Linked DNA regions of Mus musculus: regions 2, 3, 4, 5, 6 and 7 are each linked to region 1. Evidence: chromatin contacts called from public HiCAR-type, HiChIP or PLAC-seq and promoter capture Hi-C data. All regions are on one chromosome and are shown on one strand. Each heading gives the region's core, a stretch centred on a gene start, on an enhancer-like site or on the middle of the called end of the contact. The rest is flanking DNA. Distances are from core to core; before and after follow the strand shown.

Region 1 (3,031 bases), core at 184-2,683:
CACAGGCGGCATTTACAGAAAGACTATATTCTCCCAGTCTCTCCCTCCCCACCAAAAAAAAAAAAAAAAAGTTTTCTGACCCTAGAAGTTCTCTCTCTCTCTCTCTCCCCCCACCCCCCTTCTCTGTCAGTTCTTGCCCTGGAGTGTCGATGCATGCCTTTGATTCTGAAGGCCAACCAGGGCTCAGGGCTACACAGTCTCAATAAATAAATAAATAAATAAATAAATAAATAAATAAAGGAAGGAAGAAAATGCCAACTCCCATCCTATACGAGGGCTCTGTACAGTAATGTACAGTATATACACTATGGTATACAATACAGTTGTCTCAGGTGCCCTTAGCAACAGTTCTTTTTCTTTCTGTGCCTGGAATCCCTAGAATAAGAAGTGAGTCACACTGTCTAGGTGACAAGAGAATGGTTGAGAAGTGTGATGTCACCAGCACAGCCCGGCACCAGATCTGTGCAGACAGCAGTGCCCAATTCATGTTTAATTGGCTGAATGAGTGAATGAATGAATGAATGAATGAAAACATTCTGCATCCAGAGATTGTTCTGGGTACAGATCCTGAGATCAAGAGTCAAGTCCAGATCCCCACATGTTGCTTTTGTGCGTGTTTTAGATTTGTGTTTGTTTGTTTGTTTGAACTTATTTATACAGCGCGCATGTGGAAGTCCGAGGACAATTCTTTGTGGAAGTCTGTTCTCCAAACCACCACGTGAGTTCCGGTGATCGAACTCACAGTTTCTAGCTTGCCTGCAAGCGCCTTCACCCACTCAGCCATCCCAGCAAATTGTACGCGTAGAGGGTGGAACCTTCAGGAGACCAGCGGAACCTTGAAGAGCCAACCACTGTGAAGAGCCGGTTCAGGCCAGGCTCCTAGACCCCACGATTTTGGATTAAACCATCTTGTATCTGCTCAAAGGGAGAGAGAAGAAAGTCCTTCTGCTTCTTCCCCCAACCCATTTTTATTTCCGAGCCATAGAGACAACGTATTTGCTTCTCCAACATCCACCCTGTTTCCGTCTTAGCCCCTCTATTCCTCGCGGCTCCACAGAGCCACACAGGTCGTGCTGCCCCCCGCACACCGCGCGGTGGCTCGCCCCAGTTTGACGCATTGCAGGGAAGGCCGGACCAATCGGAGTTGCGTTCTCATTTCCGCCACGAGGCGGGTCCAATAGCGGCGTGGCTCACACAGAGACGTGTCACTCTCCGTAAACCGGTGCCCTTCCGCCAGAGAGGAAAGCGGAGCGGATGCAAGGGGCCGAGAGCGCCGAGAGCGAAAGTAGTCCCCGCGGTGGGGAACGCGCGTGCGCGTGCCCGTGCGGCAGCAGATTCGCTGGGCTCTGTGGAAGGGGCGAGCCGCACGAGCCTGACGCGAAGGGATCCGTAGGAAGCCGCAGTGCAGCGGGAGCGCGCGAGCCGTCTGGGGCGGGGCCGGGCGAGGCGGGGCGCGCGCGGCGGCCGTTGAGGGACCGTTGGGGCGGGCGGCGGCGGCGGTGGCGCGCGCTGCGGGCAAAGAGTGTGGAGGCGCGGACGCGCGGCGGAGCTCGAGCTGCTGCAGCTGCTGCCGCCGCCAGAGTAACCTCGATCCCCGAGCTCCGGATACCGGTGCCTCGCCATGGTGAGTGAGGCGGCTGAAGTCGGGTGGAGACCCCCCCATCCCGGAGATGGCGAGCGAACCCTGGGAGGGAGAGGCCGGGCCCCTCGGGACCTCCCATGCGGCCCTTGGGACTTCTAGAAGCGGTTTTAGCAGCAGATGGAATTGGTAGGACCCCCAAACAGACAGTCTGAGGCTTCAAATGAGGAGCTCCAGGACATCCCCACCCCCGCCACCTCCCAGGCAGCATTCGGATCCCTCTCCGGGCGATTGGTTTTAGAATCACATCTACCCGGTCCCCGGGAGGAGGAAATAGGAAACGCCGGCGATGAAGGCTTTGGGTCCTGGAGGAATGCAGGAGGCTGCTCCTAGAGGGGTGGCTGTGGGTAGCGGAGAGGGGGACCGGTCGGTTCCTAGGGAGTGTTCTGCAGAGAGGATAGATGGGGATCCTGGGTCACTTGTGCACTGTAGACCCCGGTGGGGGAGGGGTCTCCAAGGACAAGCATTGCCAAGAGGAGGAGGAAGAGGAGAAGGGTCAGGTGCAGGCTGAGGTAAGGAGGAGCCCGAGGTGGGTGGCAGCAGAGGCTAGAAGATGCTCTTGGAGCCTGTGAGGACCCAGAAGGGGACTGAGGAGAGTTGGGGGTCGCAGAAATGTTTTTAAAGGAGTGGGGATGTGATCACGGGTAGTGTGGGGAACCAGGGAGCCTTGTGGAGAACTTGGTTGGGGGTAGCTAGGAAGGATTCTGAGGTCTAGGTTGTTGCACTAGAAAGAGAGGTTGGGGTTTGTAAGGCGTGTTTTGTTTGGGTCAGAGAAAAAACGGGGTTTCCAAGGTGAGGGCTAGGGAAGGACTTGAGTTTGGGTGGTGGGGGTGAGGTTGGACAGCCTTCTAGAGAAGTGTAGGAGACAATGAATGGTGGCTGAGGTAGGACTAGGTTTAGAGGTGGGTGTCTCCGGGGAAAGGTCCCGACACAAAGGCTGATGACTCGGGCTTGGTCATGGGCTGCAGCAGAGGACCTGAAGGAGTAGCTGTGTGCTCCCTTTGCCTTGGCAAGAATGGGGCTGGGCCAGGCTGAAGGCACTGAGGCAGTGGGAGCAGGTGGGCGGAGTTGTTCAGGGCCCTATTGCGCACTGAAGCTGCATGATACAGGACTGGGGTCAAAGTTTGGGGTGCATCAAATGATGGCTAAGCCAGGAAGCTTGGCCCCCTCATTGTCCCTTCCAGGCTAGGAGGGCTGCCTTTCTCCTCCAGCTTCATGCACCTGCTTCTCCTCACTGTGCCAAATGACAGCGCAATACAGTACCGTTTGGGTCAGTGACAGATGCCCAGTTCCATCCCTCAGGGCGGGGGCTGCAGTGCTTGTCCAGAGAAGACCTCCAAGGACCCTCTCGTTGACTCAAGGGCCACTTGTTCTTTCCAGGCCTCTTCCCCA
Region 2 (3,031 bases), core at 172-2,671, 3.0 Mb before region 1:
ACATACATACATAGCAGTTTAGAATCTATCAAAATTGAAAACAGACATTAAAGAACAGCAAAAAAAAAAAAAAGTTAATAAGAAAAATGTAAAGGTTGGTGTCAGCTTCCCCAGGAATCCGACTTTTCCACCGTTTGTTTTCTTTCACTTCAGGAAGCTAACAAGCTCTGTGTGTGTGTGTGTGTGTGTGTGTGTGTGTGTGTGTGTGTGTGTGTGTGTTATGGGAAAGGACTAGAGACGCTGTATTCACAGGGCAGAAACAGGGAGGGAGAGAGAAGGGCACAGAACTTTTTCCCTTTTCGGGTGTGTGTGGGAGGTGGTTTAGTGACCTGCCAGTTTATACCACAGCAATGGGGAGATCTGGGAGAAGGGGAAGCCCACAGTCATGACAGCATGGTCAGAGAAGGAACAGAATGGTTACAGGCTCTCAGTGTGGAAATGCCACAGGACTCAAGAAACTCCAGAGATTTCCAGAAGACTTGCCCCTCAGATTCCCATTCAGAATTAACCGAGAGCAGGAACTGGGGGGGGAGGAGGTGAAGGTTGGGGAGCACAGGCCCGGCATTGCTGCATTCCAAGGTGTTGGGAGGAAGATCAGGAGTTCAAGGGTAGTCTAGAACAATCGTTCTCAACCTGCGAGCTTCAACCCCTTTGGGGAACCATATCAGATATCCCACATGTCATATTTACATTATGATATTTACATGTCCCATATTCACATTATGATTCATAACAGTAGCAAAATTACAGTTATAAGTAGCAATGAAAATGATTTTATGATTAGGGGTCACCACAGCATGAAGAACTGTATTAAAGAATCCGGGCATGGTGGCACACGCCTTTAATCCCAGCACTTGGGAGGCAGAGGCAGGCTGATTTCTGAGTTCGAGGCCAGCCTTGTCTACAAAGTGAGTTCCAGGACAGTAAAACCCTGTCTCGAAAACAAACACACAGAAACAAAAACAAACAAAGAAAAAAAGTATCGCGCACTGGGAAGATTGAGAACCACTGACCTAGAATGTGCTTCATGAGACCTTATTTCTTTTTTTAAACAGTTTCACTGTGTAACTCAGACGAGGCTGGATTTGTCTACGGTGGACCCGGCTGACACAGAACTCACAGATCTGCCTGCCTTCCAAAGTGCTGTGATTAAAGACATTTGAAGCCTAGCCCCCTGCCCCCCATTATTTTTAATTAAAAAAAAAATCCGGGATGATCTCACGTGGCCCAGGCTGGCCTTAAACCCGCTTTCAATTCTGATGATCCTCTTGCCTCCATCCTCCCCACCCGACTCAGGTGCTGGGATGACAGGTTTACAGAACACTAATCGTCAGGGTCGTTCACTCATCAACCAGCCCGGCAGACGTGCTTGGCTGTGTGCGCCTGCCCAGCAGGGGACCGCCCTCAATGGGCCGTCCCTAGGCGGCACCCGCTTAGCTGAGATTCCAGCACTTGACTTCAGGGTTTCGGAGAGATAAGGCGCTTGGCCGTTACTAACTGGACTACAAAGAGCTGGATCGGACCGGAACCACATGGCTCAACTCGCCCGAGCCACCCGCTCCCCGCTGTCATGGCTGCTGCTGCTGTTCTGCTATGCACTCCGGAAAGCGGGTAAGTAGCCCCGCGCCCCGCGCCCCGCGCCCCGCGCCCCGCGCCCCGGCCTGTGCGCACCTCGAGAGGCCCTCCCAGGCCACCCGATCCCTTCTTCCCGGCCCAAAGTCCTAGGTCTGGATTCTGGAGCAGAGATTCCAGAAAATAGGGCGTGGTGACTCACACCGGCCACCGGAGTACAGGGGAGGATGAGGTAGGAGGGTTGCCTTGAGTTCCAACGTAGCCTAGACTCGGGAATGAGAACCGGATTTGCTCCACTTCGCGCACGCTTGCGCACGCGCACACACACACACACACACGCGCGCGCGCGCGCACACACACGCACGCACGCGCGCAAAAGATGTTTTATTATTGTAAAATAAATGACTCGTACACTGAGAAAAAGTCTGGGTGACTCATGCCAGGAACCTTAACCCTAGTGGCCACACTCTCTCCAGCAAGTTAATCGTGACTGACTCAGAGTTGATTTATTAGTTCATTTTCCTTTCGCTGAGTTGGAGACTGAAGCCTCACTGGGGAATTGTAGCACAGGAGTCTACCCCTGAGCACACAGGGTGCTGAGGATAGACCCTTGGTCCTCACACAACCTAATTCGGAGCCCTGTGCTATTCCCATTGTTTCAGTGGTTGACCAGCAGCAAGTCAGGCTGGGCGCTCAGAGTGAGCTCAGAGTGACTGGAACCAAAAAACCAAACCAAACCAAACCAAAACAGGGAGGTGGTGGCTCATGCCTTTAACCCCAATAGGGGAGGCAGAGACAGGTGGAGCCCCGTACAGGGGTACCCTAGGGTCACCATGACGGGTCCTGGGTTCCCAGAACTTCACTCTGAAGTCATTATCAGACTTCTCAAGTATTCAGAAATGCCTGATACTGTATTCCCTAATGTTGAGGGCCTACTGTGTATTGGGCTAAAGGAGAGAGTCTCACATAGGGCCTAGCAGAGTGACTATTGAATGGCTCGGATTCAAACCCCACCGTATCTTGTCGTCTTATGCCTGCGTGATCCCCCTAGCAAATTCTTCTATGCCTCCATTTCTGCATATGTAAGTGGTACCTGAAGCCCAGTGTGATGGTGCTCACCCTTAATCGCAGAATTTAGGAGGCAGAGGCAAGCAGATCTCTGAGTTCCAGACCAGCCTGGTGAATGTACTGAGGTGATGTTTAGTGTCTCTACTACTACTAATAATAATAATAATAACAATAATAATAATAATGAATTATAAATACTATATGATTATTACAAGGCAAAATTATCATTGTGCATTATAATAGATTTTGTAATATAAACATTTAATTACATTAATAATATTTAAATATAGTATGCTGAATTATATTATAATGTATAAATATTTAGATATAACGATAACATTGTTATTATTAAAGTAAGATAAGGGGCTGGAGAGAGCACTGGCTACTCTTG
Region 3 (3,031 bases), core at 177-2,676, 2.8 Mb before region 1:
GTTAGCCAGGACGACAGGAGATGCCATCTCATAAAACAAAACCAAGGTGGGTGGAATGGCTTCAAAGGTTGTGCCACCAAACTTGGCTACGTGAGTTGGGGCCCCGGCACCCACTTGCTGCTTCCAACTCAAAGCAAGTTGTTATTTGCCCTTCAGAAGTCAGCACGGCCTGCACACACACAAAATAATCAGCAAGCAAACAAATAGGAGCATTAACAAGAGTGGAAAGCAAGTTGGTCAGAGCCAGGGTCCACTCCTTGGGCCTTGCCACATGGGAGAGGGGCTTCATGTATGTGGCCGGTGGAGAAGGGGCCCTACCCCAGCCCAGGTGGCTCTCTCACAAGAAACCCCCAAATGCCTGGCCCTTGGGGAGGATTTGGCTGTCAGGTACTTCAGCAGCGGAGTACCTGTTCCCCTCCCCCATCCCCAACAAGTGGACCTTCTCATTAGCTCCACTCGGCGGCCCTGGGAATGTGAAAAGGCGGGTGGGGGTGGGGAGGGTGGAGCGTCTACGAAGAGACAAAAGGGCCGCCTCAAAACCAGCCACAAAGACCACAGGATTCTGGTGAGATAGAGAAAGTGGGACAAGGACAACCGGAAGGGACTGGTAGGGCCAGAGGACAGACTGACTGGTCCAGCCCCACCCAGCGGGGTTCGGCCTGCTGGGTTGGTTTATGCTGCCCCCTCGCGGAAGGCTGCGATATAAAAAAAGGATACTGGGTGGGAGGGACGCAGAGGCCAGATGCAGGGACAGGAATATTAAGAGTGACACAGAAAAAAACTATGAGACAAGAAACAGAAAGTGACAGGGACGCAAAGAGAGACGCACACAGTCAAAGGAATGCAACGAGACACGGGGACTAAGTGACATAGGCACATGGACAGACAAAGAAACACCAGAGCAGAGCCACAGAGAAACATGGGGATGCGGAGGGAGACTCAGAGGTAGAGAAAGAGGAGAAATCTGGAAAGAAATGATGCGGCGACACGAGAACCCAGGGCAGAGATCAGAAAGAAATGGGGTCCACTAAGAAGTGACCCCGACCTACCACAGCAGCAGGACTAGGAGAAAGGCTGGGACAGGGGTGTGGCCTCACCAAGGGGCGGTGCCTCAGGAAGGGAGGCCCTATGAGAGCCCACATACTCAGGCTAACCAGAGGGCAGTGGGGCGTGGTCTGGGCGAGAAGGCATGGCTTCTCCTGGTGGGAGGCGACCGGAAGTTTAGAAGGGGGTGTGACCGCGTCTCATTAGAGTGACCAGTAGGGGGCGCAGTGGGTCTTCCCGGGTTGTGTGTGGGCGTGGCTCCATGTCGAGTGGGCGTGGTCAAATAGTTAATTCCAGGAGAAGGCGGAGATAGAATCGTGGGGCCAGACAGGTGTGGGACGCGGGATGGGCGGGGTCTTAGCCCTGAGAGGGGCGGAGCCTGAGCCCTAGGATCGGCTTGGCGAAGAGGGGCGGGGCCTGTGACGTCATGAGTCCGGCCCGCTGGAGCTAAGCGAGGGGCCGGGGGGCGCGGATCCTGAGAGCCAGGCGAGGGAAAGCTGGGCCGAACGAACTGATCCGGGGAGCCGTGAGCGGCGGAAGCCGGCCTGGAGCCGGACACTTCAGACCCCTGACTGCCCTCCCAGCCGATCGGTACACGAAGAGTGGTCCCTAGGCACCCCCTGCCCGGGCCCAGTCCCTCCCCGGGCCCCCCATGGCCCGGGCCGCAGTCCTCCCGCCGTCCAGATTGTCACCGACGCTGCCGTTGTTGCCGCTGCTACTGCTCCTGCTTCAGGAAACAGGTGAAAACGCGCGGATGCCTTCGTCAGTCCTCAGAAGGGAGGGAACGGGGCATCGTCCCCCACCTCACTCCCAGCTCCCCGAGGCCCCTTTCCCTCGTGCCCCCTTCTAGGTTGGCCCTACTGATCGAGATTCTCGCAACACACCGGGCTCTCTCTCCGAGTCTCCTAACCTCCCTCTCTGCACCTCGCGTAATCACAAGTGTCCATTCTAACCCGGGTTTCTGACCCCCTCCACCTCCCTCGGCGTGGAAAGGGTTAAATCCTCCCCATCCTGTGCTGATCACTTATCCGGAATCTGGATTTCCGTCTCTGCTCTCCCCCCTCAGGAATGTGGAGAATGTTCCCCCCACTCACACTAGCTGGAGGGTCGTGATGGTGAGGAGGGACGACACCCCCCCCCCTTTTTTTTCTTTTCCTTCTTGTTGGGTTGGGCATCCGAGGCCCGGGGAGAATTGGGCGCGAGGGGACCCACAGTCGAGGTTCCCAAGACGAGTGTGTGTTGGGGGGGGGATGAGTTCGGTCTTTGGGAGCCCTTGGCAAACCAATGATGAGAGTTGGGGGCACTCAGGGGCAGGAAGGGTGTGAGTCTGGAGTGCAAGCCTCAGGGAGTTTACAGACACTGACCCCTGGGTTCTGGGAAAATTAAGAGGTTCTGCCTCCAGGATCTCAGAAGGCGAGCCTAACCCGGGTCTAGATAGAATTGGAGAAAAGGGGTTCAAACTTGTGGGTCTTGGGTTTAACTGTGGGCAAAGAGCTCTGCTCGCTGGGGTCCAGGTGCAGTTAGGGTCCAGAGGCACTATCTTGGCAGGTTCGGATTTAGCTGTAGGCAATGGAATTTAATGATCAAGGGACTCTGACCTTTACCCCTCTGCCCCCAAATATAATCAAAGGCTTAAAGACGTAGCCTGAAATTGGGAACTTAGTCGGCTGTGTCCCAGGTAGAGTCAGAGCCCGGGAGGTTTGCAGTTTTCCTCCCCTTCCCCCTTTCCTTGTGAGTGGCAACGTCCCTGGGGAAGTTTTCCGGTATCGCTTTCACCTAGTTTGGGAGGGGCGGGGCGGGGCTGGAGCGCTAAGAGTCCCAACTCCTGGTTTCGGGACCTTATCTCTCCTTTGGTCACGCCTTTGTCCTCGAAGCACTTGGAGAGGTAAATGGGAGGAGCCTCCTCTCTAAGACTCGCTCCCCTTTCCCCACCCCCCAGCCCTGGAGGGGACTTGGGGCTCTGCGAGGCCAGGGGGTGGGGGTGGGG
Region 4 (3,031 bases), core at 304-2,803, 2.8 Mb before region 1:
ACTCCTGCAGGCAGGAATCTCAGGTTTCTCACACCCTCTCCTCAGCACCCAGGTTCCTGTCTCCAGAGCATGAATTCCAGGTCCAATGCTAGAGGGGAGAACCTAATGCAAGTGTGCCTTGCCACCCCAAGTTTGGGAGACTCTGCTCTTATCCTGAGGACTACTGAATTCTTTTAACCCCTACCCAGTGAGATGAGAACTACATATCCCTCTTTAGGGGATGGTGTGTGTATGTGTGTGTGATGGAGAATCTGGGCATCTGGGTTGGGAATTTTATTTTGTAAGCATTTCCTACATAATATGAGTTTCTACTTTGATAAAGTCTTGTGTTTTCTGTGAGATGTGAAGTGAGTGGGGTACAATGAGGCCTGAAGCTTGAAAGGCATCCGTGATCTGTAAGTCAACAGAGAATGGACTCCCCTCCCTCCCCAAAAAGTCAAAAAAAAATGCCCCAGAAATTAATGAGTCATAAGCAAAACCGCATCAACCAAAAGAAAAAACGGTAGGCATGCAAGAAGTGTCTAAGATCATGAGGCAAATACTATTTTCAATGAAGCCCCCAAGGCGTGATGGGTAATGGAGCTAAACGAATGAGCCAGAAGCAAAGTAAGAAACGAGGGCTGTAGGCGTAGTGGGTAGTCGCCAGAAGGTAAAAGATTCCAAGATAGTTCATTAGAGAAAGGCCGGAAGGATGGGAAACGTGAACAGGCAGACACGAGCTAAACCGAGCCAAGGGATTGAAGCTCAATGAATGGGGGAATGAATGCTGGGTAATGGGAAAGGAATGAATGGGCCAAAGATAGAAGCTACAGTGACGCAAGGAGCAGACGGCATGATGGGTAAAAAAATAAAAGGGGGTGGGGGGGTCAAGGCAGCTGCGGCGTTAAGGGAGAAAGCGGCATTGTGGGTAGGCAGAGGCCGGCAGGTTATCCCAGAACTGGTTTGAAACCTTCCCGAGGCACTGTGGGAAGGGGCAGCACTTCCGGCTTTACCGTCGGGGACCCTGCCTCTCCACCGCGGTGCCTGTCGGGACGCGAGACCTGACCTTGCTGCCTAGCAGCGTCTGCAGCGCAACGCACCTCTACTGATGTCCCCTGACCCTGGCGCATTGGCCAATGAGAGACCTAGCACGCACGTCACCATGGCCGGCCCATTAGACATACTGTAGCCAATTAGAATGTGAGTTGAGCCAAGGTCCACCAATAGTCAAGGCATTTTCTGGGGCGGGTCTCCGCGCCTCCAAAAGGAGGGCGGGGCAATGAGCAGGTAGGCGTGTCAATGCGTGTGCTATCGACAAATAGCGAACTAGCTCCAGCCCCGCGGCGTCGCGAACCAATGAACTTGGGATACACGAGCCAATAGGAAGGTAGAGGAAGCTGCACTGACTGATTTCGACTAGGAACCAATAGGAGTAGGGCTTCAACAGAAGGGTGGAACTTCCTGCTAATTCTCCAATAGAATGTCTTTCTTCTAGGGCGGTGGGCGGATCTCGGAGGACACCGAACCAATAGAATCCATGGGGCGGGAAAACAGCGGTGGCGGCGGCGGCAGCGGGTTCGGTTGCGCTTAGCGCACGGGGTAGGAGCGGAGCCCAGGCCGGGAAGAGGAGCCGCCGCGGCCGCCAGTGAGAGCCGAGTCCGCTTTGGGTGGGAAGGGCCTGGGGTTGCATCCGGGGGTGTGCGTGTCGCCCCGATCCCTGCCCTCTGACCTTTCCCCTCGCAGATACCATGGGGAACGTGTTGGCTGCCAGCTCTCCGCCCGCAGGGCCACCGCCGCCTCCTACGCCGTCCCTCGTGGGGCTCCCGCCGCCGCCTCCTTCGCCGCCAGGCTTCACTCTGCCGCCGCTCGGCGGCGGCCTGGGCACTGGGTCAAGCACTGGCCGTGGTTCGGAACGGACTCCCGGGGCTGCGGCCAGCGGCGCTGCGGCGGCCTCGGAAGATGGGAGCTGCGGATGCCTGCCCAACCCGGGGACGTTCGAGGAGTGCCACCGGAAGTGCAAGGGTGAGGGGCGCCAGGCCCGAGTAGCCCCAGGGAAAGGGAAGGGACCCCCCGGAGGATTGGCGCACATCGTTGCAATCATTAAACAGAACGTTGGAAGCTGATGATGGATTGGAAGGGTGGGACCTTGAACTTGGGGCTCGAAACTGCGATCAGATGATGAACTCGTTGGGGAAGAATGCCACAGCAGGAGGGAGAAGTCTTAGGGTACTGAGAGCCAGGGGACCAACCCCACCAAGATTCAGGAGTGTGATCAGGAAGGGAATTATAGTCCAAGGTCACGGTGTCAAGAGGTTTTCCCCAATGTTCCTGTGAGGGGTTCGACCCAAGGATCCTAGCCTAGGATCTTTTGACAATTTGATCATAAGAGGGAGGACATTCTTACTCTCGATAGTTAAGTGTGTTAACTTACTAAATACTGAGGACAGTTCTGTGTGGTGAGAACTGTAAGCATGAGAAGTTAGGCAGGAGAGTGAATTTCCTAAGTTGAGGTGACTGCACTGGGTTTAAAATGTGCAAAGGGCCAAGGTTCCTCTAGTGGTGGAATTAGTGAGATAAGAGTTTGTGAAGAGAGCTTGGGATGGGAGAAGAATCTGGGGTATGACAGCATCTCTCTTCTGCAGAGCTGTTTCCAGTTCAGATGGAAGGTGTCAAACTTACAGTCAACAAAGGGTTGAGCAACCGTTTCCAGGTGAGCCTTTCTGGTGCCTTGACCCTCCAGAGGTCACAACAGCGATACTCCTCCATGCATACAGATCCCCTCACTCTTAAAGGCTTGGGGTTTTTGGTAGGTAGCAAGATTCAGATAGCACTCCAATGGCACCACTGGCCAGGGCAGAGGTGGGAAGATCGTACTCCCAAGACCAGACCAGCATGCATCAAAAGACCCTATATCAAAACATAAAAGACAAACTAACAGGAAGACTCAAGAATTCCAGGGTGACTACTTGGGGCCTGGGGGAGTTAGGGTTTAGGAATCCATAATTCTTACCCTACAAAGTCAAGTAGGAGTGGAAACGGTGAGTGTGGCGCC
Region 5 (3,031 bases), core at 276-2,775, 2.8 Mb before region 1:
CACTGCTGCACCTCATGGCATCCCAAGGGAAGCAAAGACTCACGATGAACTGGTCAGTGTCCTAGACCGCAGCACTAAGACCCTCTCTACTGCCTGGGCTGGAGATGGGAGCTGGCCCTTAGCAACCCATGAAAATCATCTCACCACACCCAGTCCTTGCCAGTGTTTTCTGAAGCCAAAGCTAACAGGCCTGGGCCTGGCCAGGCACCCTGTACGTACCCTTGGAGCCAGGTGTTCCGCCTCTGCCCATCCTGCAGAATCATGTTTTGCCGTGTCTGGTGCCAAACACTGCTATGTGGCTTCTCTCCTGCCATCAACAGCTGGGAACAGGGAACCTTGTGCAGGCAGTGCTTCTAGCAAGCTTGCTGTGGTCTCTGAGCCCCTTGTCCTACCTGACTTCCCAGGTACAATGGCTTTCCCACTTTTTGGGGGTTTTGTTGTTGTTGGGTTTTTTTTTGTTTTTCAAGACAGGGTTTCTCTGTGTAGTCCTGTCGGTCCTGGAACTCACTTTGTAGACCAGGCTGGCCTCCAACTCAGAAATTCACCTGCCTCTGCCTCCAAGTGCTGGGATTATGGGATTAAAGGCATGTGCCACCACGCCCAGCTGGCTTTTCCACTTTTTAGCCAGGACTTCATTCTATTACCTGAGCTCGGGATCTTCCTGCCTCAGCTTTGCATATGGCTAGCACTATAGACCCATGTTCCAGTGAATGACTTATGGCTTGTCTTTTTTTTTTTTTTTTTTTTTTTTTATGTGCATTAGTGTTTTGCCTGCATGTATGCCTTCGTGAGGGTAGCAGATCTTGGTGTTACAGTTGTGAGCTGCTGTGTGGGTGCTGCGATTTTGAACCTAGGTCCTGTGAAATGCAGTCAGTGCTCCTAACCTCTGAGTCATCTCTCCAGCTCCTGCTCTTCTGCTTTTATGAGGAAAAAGAAAAGAGAAGTGGCTTGAGAGTGGAAAATGCACATGCAGGGGTGCACACCTGCAGTCCCAGCATGCTACAGCAGAGGCAGAAGGACCTTTGTGGGTTAGAGGGCAGCCTGAGAATCTTATCTCAAAACAACTTTTTAAAATGTGCTCTGTAGGGGTAGCTCTTCCCTCCCAAGGTGACACATCTGGCAATCGCCAGAAACAGATCAGGAGCATCAACGCTTGGTTTCCCAGGGCTTGGCTTAATGTATGGCTTCAAACCCATCGGGAGCCACCACTGAACAGCTCCTGAAGGAACTGGAGCACGTCCCAGCCTTGGAATGGAAAGAGTTCACCTGTGGTGGAGGAATCAACAACGAGGGATCCCAGAACAACGATCTTCACCCCAGAAGCTGAGCCTCTTAGCCCCCACCCACCCATTTCCATTTAGGCTGCCAGCTCTTTTCTTTACAATGCACCAGACCCCGCGGGGAAAGGGAAGGAGCGGTTCTCAGTGCCCCAGTACCAAGGCCTGGATTATTCAATGAGGTGTCCGCTCCCTTTGTTGGCGGGGGAGGGGAGCGGGGGGTCACAAGGCATCCAAACTCCACCTCTTTCCTCTGCCCTGCTGTGAAGGGGGAGAGAACAACCCGCCTCGTGACAGGGGGCTGGCACAGCCCGCCCTAGCCCTGAGGAGGGGGCGGGACAGGGGGAGTCCTATAATTGGACCGGTCTGGGATCCGATCCCCTGCTCAGACCCTGGAGGCTAAGGACTTGTTTCGGAAGGAGCTGGTAAGACAAGCTGGGCTGGGGATTCACCCAGGGACCTTGGTAGGATGTGGGCTGGGAACCTTGAGATCCCCCGGAGTCCAGGAAACAGGCACAAGAATTGGAAAAGCAGGCAGCACGATAGAAGTCTTGGGGGACAAACTAAGGACTCGAGGTAACTAGCCTTTGCCAGAGTCAGAGCAGGTGGAGGGGTTACCTCCAGGAAGGAGTACGGGACTGTCGGTGCACGGCGTACCGGCTCAACTAGGAACCATCCTATGGCGAAAAAACTCGGGATGAGCCTTAGGCTGCTTTTATATAAATACCTACTGATTTCCATCACAGTCCCCAAGTAACCCGGACTGGTTTCAAACTGTGGCTCCTCATGGCTGAGCTCCCTAAGTTCTGTAGTTGTGGGAGGGTACCACTTCGCAGGGATGGAGGACGATTAAAAATCGTGTTAAATTAACACAAAATGGAAAGCAGGACTTAGCCGGGAAGAAAGAGGAATGTAAGCTGGACCACCCGCTGGCCCTCTGTGAAGTGGAATTTGAACCCTAGGAGAGGGAGCTGGAATTTTTGGCAGCGGATCCACCCCGGGGTGCCGAGATAGCGAACTCGGCAAGGGGAGGTAAACAGACCTTTGGGAAGAGCGGGTGCTCTGTTTTGGAGATGTTTGTGATGGCTCACAGATCTGAGAAGGGAAGATGGGGTTCTCTGGGTGGCCGGAGTCCCTCCACCCCCGCCCCCTGGTGTTCAAAGACAATTTTTCCCTCCGCAGACTGGCCAATCACAATTGCGAAGATGAAGGCTCTGTGGGCCGTGCTGTTGGTCACATTGCTGACAGGTATGGAGCAAGGACTTGCTGTGGTGCCGCTTTTTCTGCTCCTCTGTGGACTCTATTCTAGCCCTAGATCTCTTCTGCTGGTGGGTTGAGGCTGAGGCGGTTCTGAGACCTCTCTGAGATTCAATAGCCCTGAGCAGCTGTTTTATATACTCTTTAGGCCTTGATTTCCCCTAACTATAAGAGGATTGATGGCTTAGTGGGTAAAGGTGCTTATCATAAAGCTTGAAGACTTAACTCTGAGACCAACATAGTGGAAGGAGAGAGCCAATTCCCTCTAGAACTCTGACCTCCAAGGGTACACACACACACACACACACACACACACACACACACAATAAAAAGTTGATTTCTTAGTTGCTCTTAAAAGTGGGGTATACATTTTCTAATTCCACACCTGCCTAGTCTCGGCTCTGAACTACATAGGATACAAGACAGTGCATGCTTGTAGTATCTAAACAGACTCCACAGCCTCCAGACCCACTTCAAAGAGACCCAAAAAGACTGTA
Region 6 (3,031 bases), core at 369-2,868, 2.7 Mb before region 1:
TTCAAGTGTTTTAAGTTACTCGTGTGAGCTGTCATACCTGGCTCTCAGTTTTGCTTTTGAATTCACAGTCGTGTCTCAGATCCAGGCAATCAACACAGGTCCTCCAACATGCTAGGCAGGTGCTCTACCACTAAGCCACACCACCAGCCCAATTTTCCCCCTCTTCTCCCCCTTCTTTTTTGTTTTATTTTGTTGGTTTGCGTTGAGACAAGGGCCTGCTATGCAGTGGAACTCACTACTTGTCAGTGGATCTCCTGCCTCTGTCTGTCCAGAATGGGCATATTGTGGCTACAATATCTTTCTGTGTGCTGCTGAGAACACAGCCTAGAATCTCATACATGCTAGACAAGCATTCTATCACAAGCCACATCCTCAGCACTACAGTTGGAAAACCTCAAGGAAAGCAGTGATTGGTGTGTGTGTGTGTGTGACTGGCAAGCTTATTCTATGGGAGATGTCCACTCCTGGGCTTGCTTATGACACTGGAACATTTCCCTCTGGTACAAAGTGAAAAAGAATATGATTCAGTGTGAAAGTTACATGATATTCCCATTTCTATATTTATCAAATTATGTTCTAATAGAACATAGCCACATCCCTGTTTCTGGTCCTTGGCTGTTTATGTAAGATGGCACATTTGAAAATTAAGACCATTTGGTTCTCAAAGCCTGAGCCTAATGTCTTTCATTGCAAGAAAAGGTTTGCTCTAAGCTGGACGTGATGGTAGGTGCCTGGGATCCCCAGGACTCAGGCTGAAGCAGATGGATTATCATGAATTCAATGTCAACCAGAGCTACATAGCAAAACCAAAACAATGCTCTTTGCTTTGGTGTGCAACAGTAGATACCGGTGCCACATCATTCACTGCTGCAGTTTTCTGCCTCTGGAGCAAGAAGTGGGCCTGGTTTTAGTAATGCTGTACCCTAGTTTTCATTACAGGCTGCAGCATATGGCAAGTGCTTAATTATGCGTAGGTTGCTTGAATCATTGATCACACATGCTATGATAGAAGGGGAATGGAACATACAAGTTTCTATAGGTTTCTATAGGTTATAGGTGCCATATATCACCAACGGGCTGGGACTGTAGCTCAGTATTCATGAAGCCCTGGGTTCAACACTCAGTGCTGCATAGACTAGGTGGTGGTTCATGCCTGTCGTCCCAGCACTGTGGAGGGACGAATCTGAAGGATCCATGGGGGCAAAAGGATCTGCAGTTCAAGGTCATCGGTCTGGGCAAGATGAGACCCTATGTAAATTTTACTTCAAACAAATTATCAATGGCTGCTAACTTCCCACTCCTGGCTTCATTTGCCAGCCTGAAAGATAGCAGGTTCAAGCCCTCGTAGGGGAAATGGAATGCCCATTTCTCAGCTTGTTCTGTGGGTAGGGCGCAAGTGGACCCGGACGGACCTCAGTGGTCTTGGCCAAGGCAATGGGCAGCGACTCGCACCCGGACCCTGCGAAGTGCCAAGCCTTCGCTTCCCGGCCGACCCCGCCCCCGCAGTCACGTGAGCAGCGGGGGTTTTCCCATTCCCTTTGACGTGACGTCACGGAGGGGTACGAGCCAATGGGTGCGCAGGCCGGCGGCGCCGGGGAATTCCGCCGCCCCGCCCCCGCCCGCCGCCCGCTCGGCCCGGCGCCCCCCGCAGCCCCGGGCGCCGTGCGTCCAGCCCGGCCTTCGGCCCTAGCCTTGCACCGCTTGCCCGGCCGGTGATCGTCCCAGCCGACCGGGCTGTCCGACTGCCCGGCTTGCCCTCGTGTGCGCTCGCCCTGAGCTGGCCTTCGGGCTGTCGGTCCCTACGGGCCGGGCCATGCCGAGTCGCCGCGCTGCCAGAGAGTCCGCGCCCGAGCTAGGGGCCTTGGGTAAGCAGAGTGGAACCTCTGGGGCGGGGCTCGGGCTCGGGGAGTTCGGGGCGCTCGGAGTCATCTGCGGGTTTCCGCAGGATTCGCGCTTCGGTGCGGAGAGTACAAGGGTGGCGGGGACACTGCGCGAGGGATAAGGCAGAAGGTAGAGGATGGTGAAGGGTCTTGCCGGGGAGATACAGGCTAGGCGTCCCGCTAAGGAGTGAGAAGGGGGCGGGGCCTGAGCCTGAGGCAAAGAAGGGGGCGGGCCGGGCGGCGGTCGAGAGGAGGGGCGGGGCATAACTCTGAAGGGGAGGAGCCATACACACAGGGGCGGGGCAAACTCAGAGGAGGCTTCTGGTTTACAGAGTGGGTGAGGCTGCTCTTAGGAGTAAGGGGCGGAGCCTAATTCGAGGAAGTGGCTTTATTCTCTCCAAACAAGGGGGACCCTTCTCCCGCAAGGCTTAGGCCTTTAGAGGCAAAGAAAGAGGCGGGGCCCAGCTTCAAGATTTAAGGAGGAGCGGTGCCTGACCTCGAGGAGGAGGATCCAGGACTGTGCTTGACAGGAAATAGGGGCGGGGTCAGGCTCCAAGAGCAAGAAGAGGTGTGTGGCTCAGTGAGTGGGCGGGACTTACCCTTGGGTTGGGGTGGGGGAAAGTGGGGCGTAGTGGCAGGTCTAGGGAAAGGGCAGGGCCTGTTTAGAAAACGAAGGGCGGGGCCTGACGATGGGATTGAAAAGGGGCGGGGCCTGCAGCGAGATGGGGGAGAGGAAAGTTCTCCAGTGACGAAGTATTGGGGCTCGGATTTCGCCCTGAGGGAAGAACGGAGACGGGGGTTTTCCTGAGGCATCAGGAGTCCTCCAAGTCCCACCTTAATGGGGAAAGTAGCGGATATTGAGTGATGATTGGCGGAGTCAAAGGCAGAAACGAAAAGCCAGAACTTTTTTCAAGAGTTAGAGAAGAGCCGGTTGTGGTGGCGCACTTGGGAGGCAGAGGCAGGCGGATTTCTGAGTTCGAGGCCAGCCTGGTCTACAAAGTGAGTTCCAGGACAGCTCAGGGCTATACAGAAAAACACTGTCTCGAAAAACCAAGAAAAAAAAAAAGGAGTTAGAGAAGGCTGGCCTGCACCTGAGCTCGGTAAGGAGGAGGGACTTTATTCAAGGGACCAAGCCAGAGAGAGGAGCAGGC
Region 7 (3,031 bases), core at 238-2,737, 2.7 Mb before region 1:
TTTTGCTTAAATTGAAGTAGGAAGATCCACTTACTTTTTAAAAAAGATTTTATTTATTTTATGTATGTGAGTACACTGTCGCTGTCTTCAGACATACCAGAAAAAGGCATTGGATTCCATTACAGATGGTTGTGAGCCACCATGTGGTTGCTGGGAATTGAACTCAGGACCTCCAGAAGAAGAGTCAGTGCTCTTAACCGCCGAGCCATTTCTCCAGCCCCTGGAAGCTCAATTTCTAATCTGGATCTTGAGATGGGAAGACACACTTTTAATCCAGCTCTAATCTGGGCCACGATTTCTGCTGGATTGTATATAGGGATGTGGAAGAAGGAAGCTTTAGGTATTTGCCTGCTTGCCATCGTCTTGCTAGCAAGTCCATTCCTTCACTGGCGTTAGAGCCTTCTCTGTGGTTCTAGTGTATACTGAAGACCAGCTGAGGCATCCAGCCTTGTAGCCCGAGCATCTACTGATCTACTGAGTTCTTGGCCTTTCTGTTCCTAGCCTGCTATTGTTGAATTAACTGAACACAACCTACAGATAATTTTTATTAATCCCACATATATGTCTGTGTGTATACATATATATTTATATATACATATACACGTACATATATGTATACATATATATGTACATATAGGATTAAATAAAATTATATAATATATATGTGTGTGTATACATCTCAGAGAAACATACACCTTCAGGCATACACATAATATTTTTTTTCCGAGACAGGGTTTCTCTGTGTAGCCCTGGCTGTCCTGGAACTCACTTTGTAGACCAGGCTGGCCTCGAACTCAGAAATCTACCTGCCTCTGCCTCCCAAGTGCTGGGATTAAAAGGCGTGTGCCACCACTGTCCGGCAATATAAATCTTTTAAAAAGACTTTTCTATTTTTGTATTTTATGCATATGGGTGTTTTCTCGGCATGTATGCACATCAGAATAGGGCACTGGATCCCATAGGACTACAGTTAAGAGACTGGTTGTTGGGCTGGTGAGATGGCTCAGTGGGTAAGAGCACCCGACTGCTCTTCCGAAGGTCCAGAGTTCAAATCCCAGCAACCACATGGTGGCTCACAACCATCTGTAATGAGATCTGACTCCCTCTTCTGGAATGTCTGAAGACAGCTACAGTGTACTTACATATAATAAATAAATAAATCTTTAAAAAAAAAAAAAAAAAAAAAGAGACTGGTTGTGAGCCCTATGTGAGTGCGGGCAATTAAACTCAGGACCTTGGCGAGAGCTTCCAGTTCTCAATCGATTGTCACCACTCCAGCCCCTAAAAGAAATAAATCTTTAAAAACAACAACAAAACGTGTCTGGAATTCTGGGTTCCTCTACTTAAGCTCTCACTTTTAGGACAGGTCCCAGATGGTGCCACCCTGCAGGCCCCGCCCATAATCGCGAGAGCCACGCCCACATCCCAGAGCCCTTCCTCTCGACCGCGGAAGTGCCTTTTGTGCAGCGCCGCCTCTCTCCTTCGCTCAACCTCTCACTTCCGCTTCCGGTGTGGGTCGTGAGCGCGCGCGAGCGCAGCAGTGGGAGGCGGCGACTGGCCGGTGAGTGCAGGCATCCGACCCCGACCTCCCGGCTTCCGAGCGGTGGCAGTCGACCTCATCCTTGTCCGAGGCGCTCCGGAGATCACCGTGGGTGTCCGCCGGGCCCCGACGGCGGCCCCGCCTGCTTCCGCCCTGACAGGCCTCAGGCTGCGCCCCTCGCCCCTCCTCAGGCCCGAATCCGGGCTTTGGGGTTCGGCACGGACCCTGGTCCCCAGACGCAGCTCCGTCCCTGTCTTTCACCCATCGCTCCGGCCCAGGGCCGCACTCTCTCTTTTTAGCCTGCCTGGCCGGCTTCACGTCCCTCCTTTAGAGCTCAGCCGCCTGACCATCTTCATCCTCTGTCCACGCCCTTCACCTGGCCTCACCCCCCTCCCCAAGCGTGTCTGGGCTGTGCTGTTGCCTCTCTCCACTAACCTACCTTACAACACTGCTGCACCCCCCTCCCGTACCATGCATGGTTCCTGCAGAGGGATCTTAGGGGTTCTTGTGAGCCCAGCCCTGGCAGCTACGGATCGGTTTCAGACATTCCTTTTATTTCAAAAATTCCATTTTTATTTTTCCAGACAGCATCTCACTATGTAGCCTTGGCTAGCCTGGAACTTAGTACATAAACCAGGCTGGCTCCATACTCAGACATCTGCCTGTCCTGCCTTCCCACTGCTGAGATTCAAGGCATGCACCATCACTCCCAGCCATTTTTTTTTTAATTAAAGTAGGATCTCCATATTTAGGTTACACTGGACAGTGTAACCAAGGCTGGCCTTGAACTCAAGACAGTTCTGCATCAGCCTTCCAAAGGCTATCTACTCTATAGTCTTTCATATGGACTTTAGCGAGCAGAATCTAGGAGGATTTTTTTTCCCAGGAGAAGATCTTACCTAGGTCACAGAGAGCTTTCTCATAGTTCTGGAGCTACTGCCACAGGACTGTTAGGAGTCCTTTTGTGCACTCAGCGTCCTGGTCTGCAGCAGGGTCTCTCTCTCCCCTGAAGCCATGGGACTTGGAATTTAGTCCATCAGGATCAACCCCAACATGTCAGAGGACTGTAACTCTACCCACGTGGTCTTTATAGTCCCTTTGACATGTCTGGTGCCCTCCTCCCTCAGGCAGAAGCCTCAGCACCATGTGGCACGAGGCTCGGAAGCATGAGCGGAAACTTCGAGGCATGATGGTGGACTACAAGAAGAGGGCGGAGCGGCGTCGGGAGTACTATGAGAAGATTGTGAGTGAGCAGACTTGAGTGTGGGGCGGGCGGGCTCCAGAGGGAAGGGCCCTGGGCTTGGAGGTGTGTCAAGGCAAGAGCTCTTTTTCCTCACAATCCTAGTCGTCTTCCCCCACACCCCCTTCCACTGTGGCCATTTTTCTATGGTGTTGGAGATAGAAGTCTGGGCCGTGCAGTGCACCACCTGAGCTGCCCTTACCCCGTCTCTTGTTAGGTAGATGGTCTTTTTAGGTAACCTAGGCAGGCCT

Evidence for each region. Promoter capture Hi-C pulls out the DNA fragments that hold promoters and counts their contacts. HiCAR-type assays count read pairs that join an accessible place to other places. HiChIP or PLAC-seq counts read pairs in DNA pulled down with a chosen protein or histone mark.
Region 2: a contact with region 1 is called in an H3K27ac HiChIP or PLAC-seq map of bone marrow-derived dendritic cells, with 17 times the contacts expected there. The contact joins the promoter of Pvr here to the promoter of Calm3 in region 1. A contact is called at or near these places in 2 of 39 promoter capture datasets (liver and maxillary cranial neural crest), 1 of 115 datasets of contacts at active chromatin or transcription factors (bone marrow-derived dendritic cells) and 1 of 9 other capture datasets (liver).
Region 3: a HiCAR-type map of astrocytes shows a contact between it and region 1, with 6 times the contacts expected there. The contact joins the promoter of Nectin2 here to the promoter of Calm3 in region 1. A contact is called at or near these places in 3 of 115 datasets of contacts at active chromatin or transcription factors (astrocytes, embryonic forebrain and embryonic stem cells).
Region 4: a promoter capture Hi-C map of hippocampal neurons shows a contact between it and region 1, with 3 times the contacts expected there. The contact joins the promoter of Tomm40 here to the promoter of Calm3 in region 1. A contact is called at or near these places in 3 of 39 promoter capture datasets (cranial neural crest, frontonasal cranial neural crest and hippocampal neurons), 3 of 115 datasets of contacts at active chromatin or transcription factors (SST interneurons, astrocytes and embryonic forebrain) and 1 of 9 other capture datasets (liver).
Region 5: an H3K4me3 HiChIP or PLAC-seq map of stem cell-derived neural progenitor cells shows a contact between it and region 1, with 5 times the contacts expected there. The contact joins the promoter of Apoe here to the promoter of Calm3 in region 1. A contact is called at or near these places in 2 of 39 promoter capture datasets (cranial neural crest and hippocampal neurons) and 3 of 115 datasets of contacts at active chromatin or transcription factors (embryonic forebrain, large pre-B cells and stem cell-derived neural progenitor cells).
Region 6: a contact with region 1 is called in a promoter capture Hi-C map of liver, with 2.5 times the contacts expected there. The contact joins the promoter of Relb here to the promoter of Calm3 in region 1. A contact is called at or near these places in 3 of 39 promoter capture datasets (hippocampal neurons, liver and pre-B cells) and 1 of 115 datasets of contacts at active chromatin or transcription factors (embryonic forebrain).
Region 7: a contact with region 1 is called in a promoter capture Hi-C map of hippocampal neurons, with 4 times the contacts expected there. The contact joins the promoter of Clasrp here to the promoter of Calm3 in region 1. A contact is called at or near these places in 2 of 39 promoter capture datasets (cranial neural crest and hippocampal neurons).

What each region holds. Positions count from the first base shown.
Region 1 is chr7:16,922,434-16,925,464 of GRCm38.p6, reverse strand. It overlaps Calm3 (calmodulin 3), which reads left to right and starts at 1,433. Exons shown (of 6, transcript NM_007590.3): 1 at 1,433-1,624. The coding sequence starts at 1,622. Gm45972 (predicted gene, 45972) reads right to left here. Exons shown (of 3, transcript NR_165470.1): 2 at 2,903-3,031; 3 at 947-2,025.
Region 2 is chr7:19,919,533-19,922,563 of GRCm38.p6, reverse strand. It overlaps Pvr (poliovirus receptor), which reads left to right and starts at 1,421. Exons shown (of 8, transcript NM_027514.2): 1 at 1,421-1,611. The coding sequence starts at 1,533.
Region 3 is chr7:19,747,968-19,750,998 of GRCm38.p6, reverse strand. It overlaps Nectin2 (nectin cell adhesion molecule 2), which reads left to right and starts at 1,426. Exons shown (of 9, transcript NM_008990.3): 1 at 1,426-1,784. The coding sequence starts at 1,697. It overlaps Gm34744 (a long non-coding RNA gene), which reads right to left and starts at 1,429. Exons shown (of 3, transcript XR_881878.3): 1 at 1,050-1,429.
Region 4 is chr7:19,713,951-19,716,981 of GRCm38.p6, reverse strand. Tomm40 (translocase of outer mitochondrial membrane 40) reads left to right here and starts at 1,553. Exons shown (of 10, transcript NM_016871.2): 1 at 1,553-1,624; 2 at 1,723-2,001; 3 at 2,622-2,689. The coding sequence starts at 1,728. Nectin2 (nectin cell adhesion molecule 2) reads left to right here. Exons shown (of 9, transcript NM_008990.3): 9 at 1-338. Gm38955 (a long non-coding RNA gene) reads right to left here and starts at 1,518. Exons shown (of 2, transcript XR_881874.2): 1 at 993-1,518.
Region 5 is chr7:19,697,682-19,700,712 of GRCm38.p6, reverse strand. Apoe (apolipoprotein E) reads left to right here and starts at 1,525. Exons shown (of 4, transcript NM_009696.4): 1 at 1,525-1,702; 2 at 2,460-2,525. The coding sequence starts at 2,483.
Region 6 is chr7:19,628,025-19,631,055 of GRCm38.p6, reverse strand. Relb (avian reticuloendotheliosis viral (v-rel) oncogene related B) reads left to right here and starts at 1,618. Exons shown (of 12, transcript NM_009046.2): 1 at 1,618-1,865. The coding sequence starts at 1,814.
Region 7 is chr7:19,602,942-19,605,972 of GRCm38.p6, reverse strand. Clasrp (CLK4-associating serine/arginine rich protein) reads left to right here and starts at 1,487. Exons shown (of 21, transcript NM_016680.5): 1 at 1,487-1,561; 2 at 2,668-2,783. The coding sequence starts at 2,685.